Linked DNA regions of Sus scrofa: region 1 is linked to region 2. Evidence: chromatin contacts called from public HiChIP or PLAC-seq data. All regions are on one chromosome and are shown on one strand. Each heading gives the region's core, a stretch centred on a gene start, on an enhancer-like site or on the middle of the called end of the contact. The rest is flanking DNA. Distances are from core to core; before and after follow the strand shown. Region 1 overlaps HIVEP2 (transcription factor HIVEP2). Region 2 overlaps HIVEP2 (transcription factor HIVEP2).

Region 1 (4,500 bases), core at 994-3,493, 110 kb before region 2:
TCCTCACACTAGTTTGCTCCAAGACCTCCTGCAGCCAACTAGACATCTCTCTCTTCCAATCCTCCCAGGGCCCATAAAGTCATTCTTTATGCTCAAGGCTCTAAATCAGAATTTACTGCTTGGAAACCATTAATCACATATAGAAAGAACAGAGCTGACTGCCACTGCTGAGTTATTCAAGTCTTAAGACAATGTGGTTTGATGTACTTTTTAAAAATTTCGGTTGCTTTTAAAAATATTTGTAACAGCTGCAGGATACACGCGCGCACACACACACACACACACACACACACACACACACACACGGAGAAATGGAGAAATGGGAGTTAAAGAATGATAGCTCCTTAAAGACGGGCCACATTTTTGTTCAACTTAAATTGAAAAACATTAGCAAGGGCATGTCAGGAATTAATTCAAAGAAAGGCAGATCAATATCTCCTTCAAGCTATGGTTCAACCTCAGATTCTAAATAATAAAATATACACCAAGGCTTTGGGAGCCCACATTTTCTTCTGAGAGTCAGATAATGTATAGATACATAACATTTTAGTAATGTAACAGCACTTATTTTCCCCAATTCCTTGGTGACTAACCTGACTGAAATCTCTAGCCAAAATACTGTGGCTCTGATTTAGAATATACTCCGGATGTAGCCAAATACATACTTTCAGTTTGAGGCTGTGTTCTCTCACTAAATTTTACTGCAGCTATATGCATTGCTCTTCTGAGATGATGAGTGGTCACATAAACACGATAAAATTACAATTACAAGCCCAAGTCCAAATTATTTGGTTTCTAATAAGCATGATACTATCACTATTAATTTAACAAACAGGAAATGCTTATGCGTCTTAAACACTATGCTGGGTACAGCACGCACCAAGGGAAATAAAACATCACTGATACGATACAAGAGCCTCCGAACGCACACCTTTAGTAACCAATGCATGACAACACAACTTTAAGAGTAAAGGAATTTGCAAAGCAGTAGAGGAACACTGCAGGGAAAGTGAAAAAAACAAAAAACAAAAAAACCTGCAAAGAGAAATTGCCAAAAGATGCGTAAGAAAGTGACATTGAAGCTACATCTCAAAGAAGGAAGGAAAGAAGAGAATGAAAGGGAGATATATAGAGCATGGATGATTTGCCAGACACACAAGCGACATCTTATCCCCTGCCAGCATTTTAAAGTGATGAAATTGAGGCAGGGCCCCAAAAGTCACTTGCTAAAATGTCACAGAGCCAGCTTCAATGCCAGCTTTGTATGTTCTGTCCACTGTACAAGCTCCCTTCCATTGACAAGGAAGTATTTTCCAGGTGGAAAAGGGAAAGAATTATTATTGCTAAAGTTTCTTTAAAAAAGGCCTCTTATAACATCTTTACTTAAACTGAATTAATATTTTCATTCTAATGTCCTATCTGTCCATCAAAAGCTTTAAAAACCTAGTCCAAGAAAAAATGCCTAAGGTCCAAGGTCACTTAAGAGATCTGTGAACCTTTAAAAACTGCATGTAAAATGCGTTTGTTTTTTTTTTTCTGGGAGAAAGGGTCAAAAATTTCTATCCGAGTCCTAAAGAGGTCTGTGAACCCTTCCCCACAAAAGGCTAAGAATTATTGATTTACAGAGTGTTTTGCCGGGCTTTTTGACATTTTCCTAAGAGCTCACCAAATAGGTAAAATCTAGTTTCATATGTGAAGAACTACATTTCATATGAAGTAGGAAGGAGTGTTAATATACTCATAATGTACCAACTTGATAATGACACAGTGAAGTGACCCTTTCCCATGTTTCTAATAAGTACTCAGGATGTTAACAGTGAAAGGATCATTTAGAAAGCTAATTTCCTTTTCATCATGCTTGTTAAGTGTTTACTTTAATTCACATCCTGTGTGACCCTATGGGAAAATTTTTAACTAATACTGGGGAAAATCCCATAGGGTTACACAGGATGTGAACTGGGCCTGTACTGAACTACCTTTGGCTTGAAAAATAAAATTAGATAGGTGAGTTTCACTTTCTGTTTGTCATAAGTTCCACTTTCTGGTTCCCAAAGTTTAGATTCAGAGCCTCTGTGTGTTTCTGAAACGGCAGCGCAAGAAAGTCTCGCAATTCTCACTCTCTTTTTTAAGGGATGATGTCTCCGGGTGGTAGAGAGAAATCCTTTTTGCAAAAGATGCACATGGGCCATGGTGCCCGTCCGGGCCAGCCTGCTGGAGCAGCCCCAGCGCGCTCCTCCCATACCTGTGCTCACACAGCTCAACTGCCCTTTCCATTTCCTGTGGAGAACACACATCATACCACTTCCCCTATAGAAAAAAGAAAGCAGCCCAGCTTAATTGCTGATGGAAACACTGTCATACTTTCCACTGGCCAAGCTTGAAACCATTACTGATCTAACCTTCATTAATTTTTCCACAACAATTTGCAGAAATGTCAGGAAGCAGCTGCATGAAAACTGATTAATTGTCCTTATCACCACTGCTTCACCAGGCTATATATACATATTTTTTTTTCCAGTTTAAAAATAAAATTTGGGATTTTTCTGTTTTGATTGGTACTGATGGTGGTATGTCTTCGTCTGAAAAACCCAGATCTATTTTTGACACTTCCAGTGGCCCAACATTTTCAAATCTGGAGGAGACCCCATAAAATCTGGCACAGCATCCATGAGGGAAAAGATTGCTTCCTGCCGATTACTCACTTATATCTGTTTAAACAGACGCTAATGAATTCAAGTCTTAGGGCAACACTGCATTTATTAGTCAATCATAGAAGCTAAAATTCACTTCCGAAATGTGAGTTAGAAAATCAAGTGCCCTTTTTCTATTTTTTCACTTTCTTTTCTCCCTCATTTTAGCTTGAGCTACACCATCTGTCTCAACCTATCAAATAATGTGTTGTGCATGGCTGGCAAAACCAGTGGAACAGTACACCTCATAACCCCAAGTATGTAACCAGTGAGCATCTATAAAGTGGTATGCAACAGAGTCTGGCCATCTGGGGATAACTGGTTACAGCAAGCTTAGCTTCTCAGCCAGCCCTTGGATTTGCAGACGTTTAACTAGTTGCCAAAACATCAACTAGTGTTCAAGAAGAGAAATACTAGCATTTTTTTTTCAAAACACAGGAATTCAGATATAATTTTCTGAATTTTAAATTTTCAAAGATGTATTTGCCAGTGTTGCTGATGAGATGACTTCAACAGCAAAGATCAAAGCACTGTCAATGTCCCTGAATTGGAGACAGAGTCAATCCAAATCAAGTATTTTGCAGCACTACTAAACTTTTGGGGGTATGAATGTGTTTTTCCTTCACCAGATTGCCTGAATACATAGAAGCAGGAGATTAAAGCTGCACAGATTTTGAACCAAATGACACAGTACCTTTCAGAGACAGCTCTGAGACTGGAAAGAGTTCCTCTAGTATTGCACTAAAATAATTCAAAGGCTCCCTTCATCCTAGATATGCAGGTTCCTAGTCCAATCCCAAACCAAAGAAAAACAGAGACTGGACAATAGTGTAAGACACTGAAATAGTAACTGGCCATGTGGCACAGTGGTCCAGCTCACGGACGCCAGAGCCAGGACACCTCTTTCGAACCCCATCTCTGACACTACATAGACATATAAATAACCTCAGTTATCTGTGCCTTAGATTTCTCGCCTGTGAAACAGGGGTAATGATAATATTGTTAGAACTGGTAAGAGAAGGTGCTTAGAAATGGCACTAAGAAGTGCAGTATAAACATTAGTACTCTATTTCTCTGTTGACATTTCGGCCTGACATTAGTCTAAAACGGAGGAAACCATGTAACAGGAGTTCCTTAATTAACTTAAAAAAGCCCGTGGGGGTGGGAGAAGAAAGCCAACCGGGTGGGATGAAAAGATTTCCTCTGCTAGGATGGGGATACCGACATTGCCTGAAATACCACCACTAAATGGGGTCAAGCAACCAGGATTCAATGTTTTACTCTTTCTGTTGCCACCTCAGGTGACTTAGGACCCACGCTTTGTGATGATGTGGGACCCAGGGACAAGCACTGTAGAGATGACCAGACCTCACCACCCCCACCAGTGGGCCTGGAGGTGAGAGGTGAGAGGAAGGGCACCGCAGGCCAGGGAAGGACAAAGAAGGAAGCTGACTTGGCCTCCATCATCATAAAAGGGTTTGCTGAGTTAGACAAAGGACCTCATTCCCCTGACACCAAGACCAGGACTGAGGTGCCAAGAAGCCACACAGAACAGGAAGGACACCACTTTTAACCCCTGTTCTGCTGGATGACCTTAAGCAACTCACTACCCTCTTCAAGGCCTTGACTTTCTGCAGTAAAATGGGAGATTTTAATTAGATCAGAACTTCTCAACCCTCCGGTCACCATGAACCCCTTTGAGAGTTTGATGAAGCCAGGGGATCCCTTCTTAGCATAATGTTTTAAGCTCAAACACATAGTGTTATAAAGGATACCAATTATAATGAAATAGTCACCTCAAAAAAATTTT
Region 2 (4,355 bases), core at 192-2,691:
ACAACTTGAATGAGGCTCATATGGTACAAAGAGAGGGTATTTATGTTATATTCTATTAAAGGAAAAAGCTGTCTTAAAAAGGGCTAATGTTTAAATCGACAGCTCTTATTCCAAGTGTACTCAAGCCCTCTTTAATTTCCTTATTGCATAAATCAGCTGAAAGCATCCCAAGGGAAATGCCATTGTACTACATACATTTCTAATGATCCTGTGGGGATTTTTTAAAAGGAAAATATTTAGGCAACAATTATATAAGCATAGGTCAGCCATTAGTCTTGTGACTCGGTTTAACTTAAACATGTGAACAGTGTATGGCGCAATTTAGAATGATTTTCTAGGTTTACTATGAACTACTAAATCATAGCTTCATCTATTAAATCCTTTCTCTGTCAAGTCTTTGATATAAGAAACCTTAGCAGACCTCCCAGTGAACTCTGGCATTTTGGCTGTGGGGCCAAAAGAACAATCTACCATTACAAAGCCTATTCATGAGTCAAGGAGAGAAGCAGAGAAGTGGTCAGAATGATGACTGCGCAGCTGATACGATACTATTCTCCCTTACCTTGCTCACAAGTATATAAAACATACAAGATTCATGTTACTAAATTATAGAATATTAAGCTCAACACTGATTCTAAAATGTACCTTGAAAGATCATTAATGCAAAGTAAAACACCTGTTACTAAAAAGGCTGGATTTACTCTCTTGGCTTCAACTTTTTAATCCTACCTATAGCCGAAAAAAAAAAAAAAAAAAAGTAGAAAAGGTTTGTTTTGTTTTTTTAAATCCATCTATAATTCGAGCATAGTAAATTAGGGCTACATTTCTGTTCTCAAATTCACAATAAGCATTTTTTCAAACAAGATTTACTAACTACATAACGTTTAAAAATCATGACTACCCGGAGAGTTTTCTTGTAATGATTCCGTCTCGAAGTGTGTAAGGGCACGATGCTTGTGCTTGGCTGCAAACATTCATATCTTTGCTTCCACAACAAAGCAAAAAGGTGACAGTTAGAAAGAGGGTGAAACAAGAGGTTTCCTGTACGGCTTCGTGAAGAGAAAGAAGGTGCATTCTGCAAGGCGAAGGACAAGTCCGCTCAGGCCCTCTGCAGCCAGCATTATTCAGCACTCTTCACCCCCAGGCAGCCGGCCCACCTGACCGGGGTTCCCTATTGTACAGCTGCAGCGGTCTCCCCGAGGCCAGCGATCCCCGGACCTCCGGCACAGTGAGTCCCCTGGCAGGCTCGGCCAAGCGAGCCTCGGCCAAGTCAGTGCCTTCTCCTCAGCGCCCCTGCCCCCGGGAGGGCCGCCCCGAAACTAGGTCTGGGCGGGCGCGGCGGGAGCTGCGAGCCCCACTTTCCCCCGACAGGAAGGGGGAGGCCGAGAGCATTTCCTGTTGTGCAGCTGCAACCGGCGGAGACGTCACTGCATTCACACTCCCTCGGGTGTCGGCGGCGGCCCGGGGCCTCACGTTCAGCCCCTTGCAGGGCGGGCCGGGGCTCCCCGGGGTGGAAGGGCTCGTGGCGCCGGGGGCCACGCGGGCGGGGGCGGCGCGGGAGCGGCTTTTCCGCCCGCCCGCGTCAGGCGGACCCAGCCCGGCCGCTCCCCAACCCTGCTCCCCTCCCGCCCGCCGCCCGCTCCTTCCCCGGGGCCGGGAAAGGCGTGTGTTTCCAGGTGCTCAGAGGAAGCACTTTTTTTGGCGCAAGTTTCTTAGCTCAATTTTTAACGTAATTTCCCCCCAAGATGACTCTTTCTACACTAGGATTATTTTTAAATAATCAAAAGTGAAAATCATTTCAGTGTTGTTGCAATTAGGTGTTTTCCTCGTTTTCCATCTCCTGATTGTGGATTCCTAAAGTAACTGTCAGATGCAAGTGAAAAAGATTTCTCTACTGCACAGCTCCAGTGAGGTCAAAGGCGGCAAGAAGACACTCCTCAGACGTTTCTAAAAGCATTTCTATTCGTTTTCATTTATTAAAAAACACCCCCTACACAACATATAAAGTCCTTTTACTTATTAGGTCCTAATTTATCATATCTGGAATGTCTAATTTTTAAAAATCCGAACCTCTTAAGAATCAGTTTTGTACTTATCCACTTTAATGGCACGCAAAACTTTTGGCCAGGATGTTTTAAAGTGGAAATTTTACCCATTCATATAAAAATAATAGCGATTTTTAAAGTTTCCTTTATCCTAAATTTCCAGCCCTCCATTTAGTACAAACCATAAACCAGATTATAACCATGTGTAATTCTAGAAAAGCAGTGGCTTAAGGTTAATAAGGGTTATGAGACTATAAGGGACTCTATAATCATTTTTAAATAAAAAAACTGGATGAGCTTAACAAATTTTAGATTCTGTTCTTCTTTGGCGAATCAATGTTAACAGATGTTGTATTTTGCCAATTTCTCTAACATTTGAATTTAGCAACGCCTCACATCAGGACATGGAATTAAAATATTTAGGGCTTTATCAAGTGTAAATTATGGACTTTGGGTGATAATGACATGTCAATGCAGATTTATCCACTGTAACCAATGTACCACCCTATGCAAGATTCTAATAGTGGAGGAGGCTGTGCCCATCAGGGAGTGGGGGAGGGGAAGGGGGCAGGCAGTGCTATGGACTCTCTATTCCACTCAATTTTGCTGTGACTCTAAAGCTGCTCTAAAAAACTAACTCTATTCTTAAATATATTTAGGCTGTTAAAAGAATCATGATATTTCCTGCGTTGTAACCTGTAGATTCACAAGTAAATGAATCTTAAGAATTAAAAAGAACTCATCATCTTGATGCTTTCATGAAGTTCATCATCCAAAGCTACTCCTCCTTGATAAAGAAGTTACATTTTTTAAAGTTTACTTAAAAAAAAAATTTTTTTTTAGCACTTTAAGCACAAATAAAAGACTACAACTTAGTAAATGTTAGCTGTCCTATCCAGGCATTTACTACCTGGCATTCACTACCTGTATCGAAAGGAACCCTGGCTTCCACTCAAAGTGACCCAAAGCCCCTGAGAACTTGTCTAATTTTCTAAAGATCTGAGTGACACAACAGTATAGTTTATCATGTAATAACATCAAATGTGCAGAGAGTTTACATTTATTCCACATGTATTTCTATGCCTATTTTATCAAGAAATAGGCTCAGAAAACACAGGACTAGCATAAATGTAGGGACCTCAGAGGGGCTCCTTCCAATATTTTTGAAAAGAAAAAGACCCTTCCATTTCCATACTCCTAACTGCAACTAAAACCACGCCCTCTGTACTATACAGGATGCTCGAAGCTAGCCTGGTAGCCAGCACCTCTGCAATACGAGTGATGAGAGGGGCCTGGGAAATAATCCCATTCAACTGCTTTTTTTATTTAGTTTGAATATAGTAGCTTTTAAACAGCTTCCCAAACTGTATTAAAGGATTCTTGATTGTAAAAGTGATTCCGAATGTGTTTACTCCTAGGAAATACTGCTGTGGTTGCCTGACTCCTGGGTGATCTCATACCACCTTCTTTAGTTTTTTTTTTTTTCCTTCTCATATCAATCATCCTTTTACCCATTAAATCACTGCAGTGATTCCGGGGTTTTTGATTAGAACAAACTTTTACTTATTCCTTCAAATCATCGGTCAATGGTATATAATTAACACTCCACAAACTGCAAGGGACTGCCCAGATACTGTCTAAGCTCCCTGAAGATTTCAGCTAAAGTTCATGCTCTTTGGTTTATACTTAATTGCCGATGATGGCACTTGGAAAGAACAAAAGAAGGGTGACTAAAAATTATCCTGTTTTATAATCCTAATTACAGACTAAATGAAATCAGTACTACCATACATTTAGTACAGACTGATGATATGAAGGCCAGTATGATAGCAATAAATTAAATCAACTTGTGAATAAACATATAATTGAAAACGTAAACCATAATTATAAACTATGAATTCTTCAGGTTCCTGGTGCTAGTCTCAAAGGTATCTCTTTAATATCATGAAAGAGAGAACAAATAAACTGTGAGGATAAAGGGATATTTTGCAGGGCAGAAATTTCAGACTTTTTTAGAAACTCCTGGAAAAAAATTTAAATGTTCCAGTTTTGCGCTTTGAAGTATGTTACGAGAGTGCACAATTCCAACTTAATAAAATGTATTATCACTTCATTCAGTGGAAAGGATTGAGGCTTGAATTTTCCCAAGTTAATTCTTTTAAAACACCTTATTTCATTCAGGACTGGTTTCCTTTAAGATGCACAGTGACGATATGAGAGTGATAGCGTGTCACTTCAGGAATTATCTGGGTCTCCATGTTTCTGAGATCCCAGATCGCTACCAAAAGAGGCTCCACATTTTCTTATACT

Evidence for each region. HiChIP or PLAC-seq counts read pairs in DNA pulled down with a chosen protein or histone mark.
Region 1: an H3K27ac HiChIP or PLAC-seq map of alveolar macrophages shows a contact between it and region 2. The contact joins two enhancer-like sites. A contact is called at or near these places in 2 of 47 Hi-C or Micro-C datasets (mesenteric adipose tissue and subcutaneous adipose tissue) and 2 of 2 datasets of contacts at active chromatin or transcription factors (alveolar macrophages and skeletal muscle).

What each region holds. Positions count from the first base shown.
Region 1 is chr1:22,367,309-22,371,808 of Sscrofa11.1, reverse strand. All of the region lies in intron 2 of HIVEP2 (transcription factor HIVEP2), which reads right to left. Among named protein-coding and RNA genes, the nearest start is that of HIVEP2, 130 kb to the right of the region's middle. Within about 2 kb of position 2,243, at least 37 of the 83 cell types and tissues checked have an H3K27ac peak or open chromatin away from gene starts, as enhancers often do. A contact at or near this core is called in alveolar macrophages, skeletal muscle and subcutaneous adipose tissue, where this site is marked.
Region 2 is chr1:22,257,592-22,261,946 of Sscrofa11.1, reverse strand. The region is part of intron 1 of HIVEP2 (transcription factor HIVEP2); the gene reads right to left. Among named protein-coding and RNA genes, the nearest start is that of HIVEP2, 19 kb to the right of the region's middle. Within about 2 kb of position 1,441, at least 62 of the 83 cell types and tissues checked have an H3K27ac peak or open chromatin away from gene starts, as enhancers often do. A contact at or near this core is called in alveolar macrophages, skeletal muscle and subcutaneous adipose tissue, where this site is marked.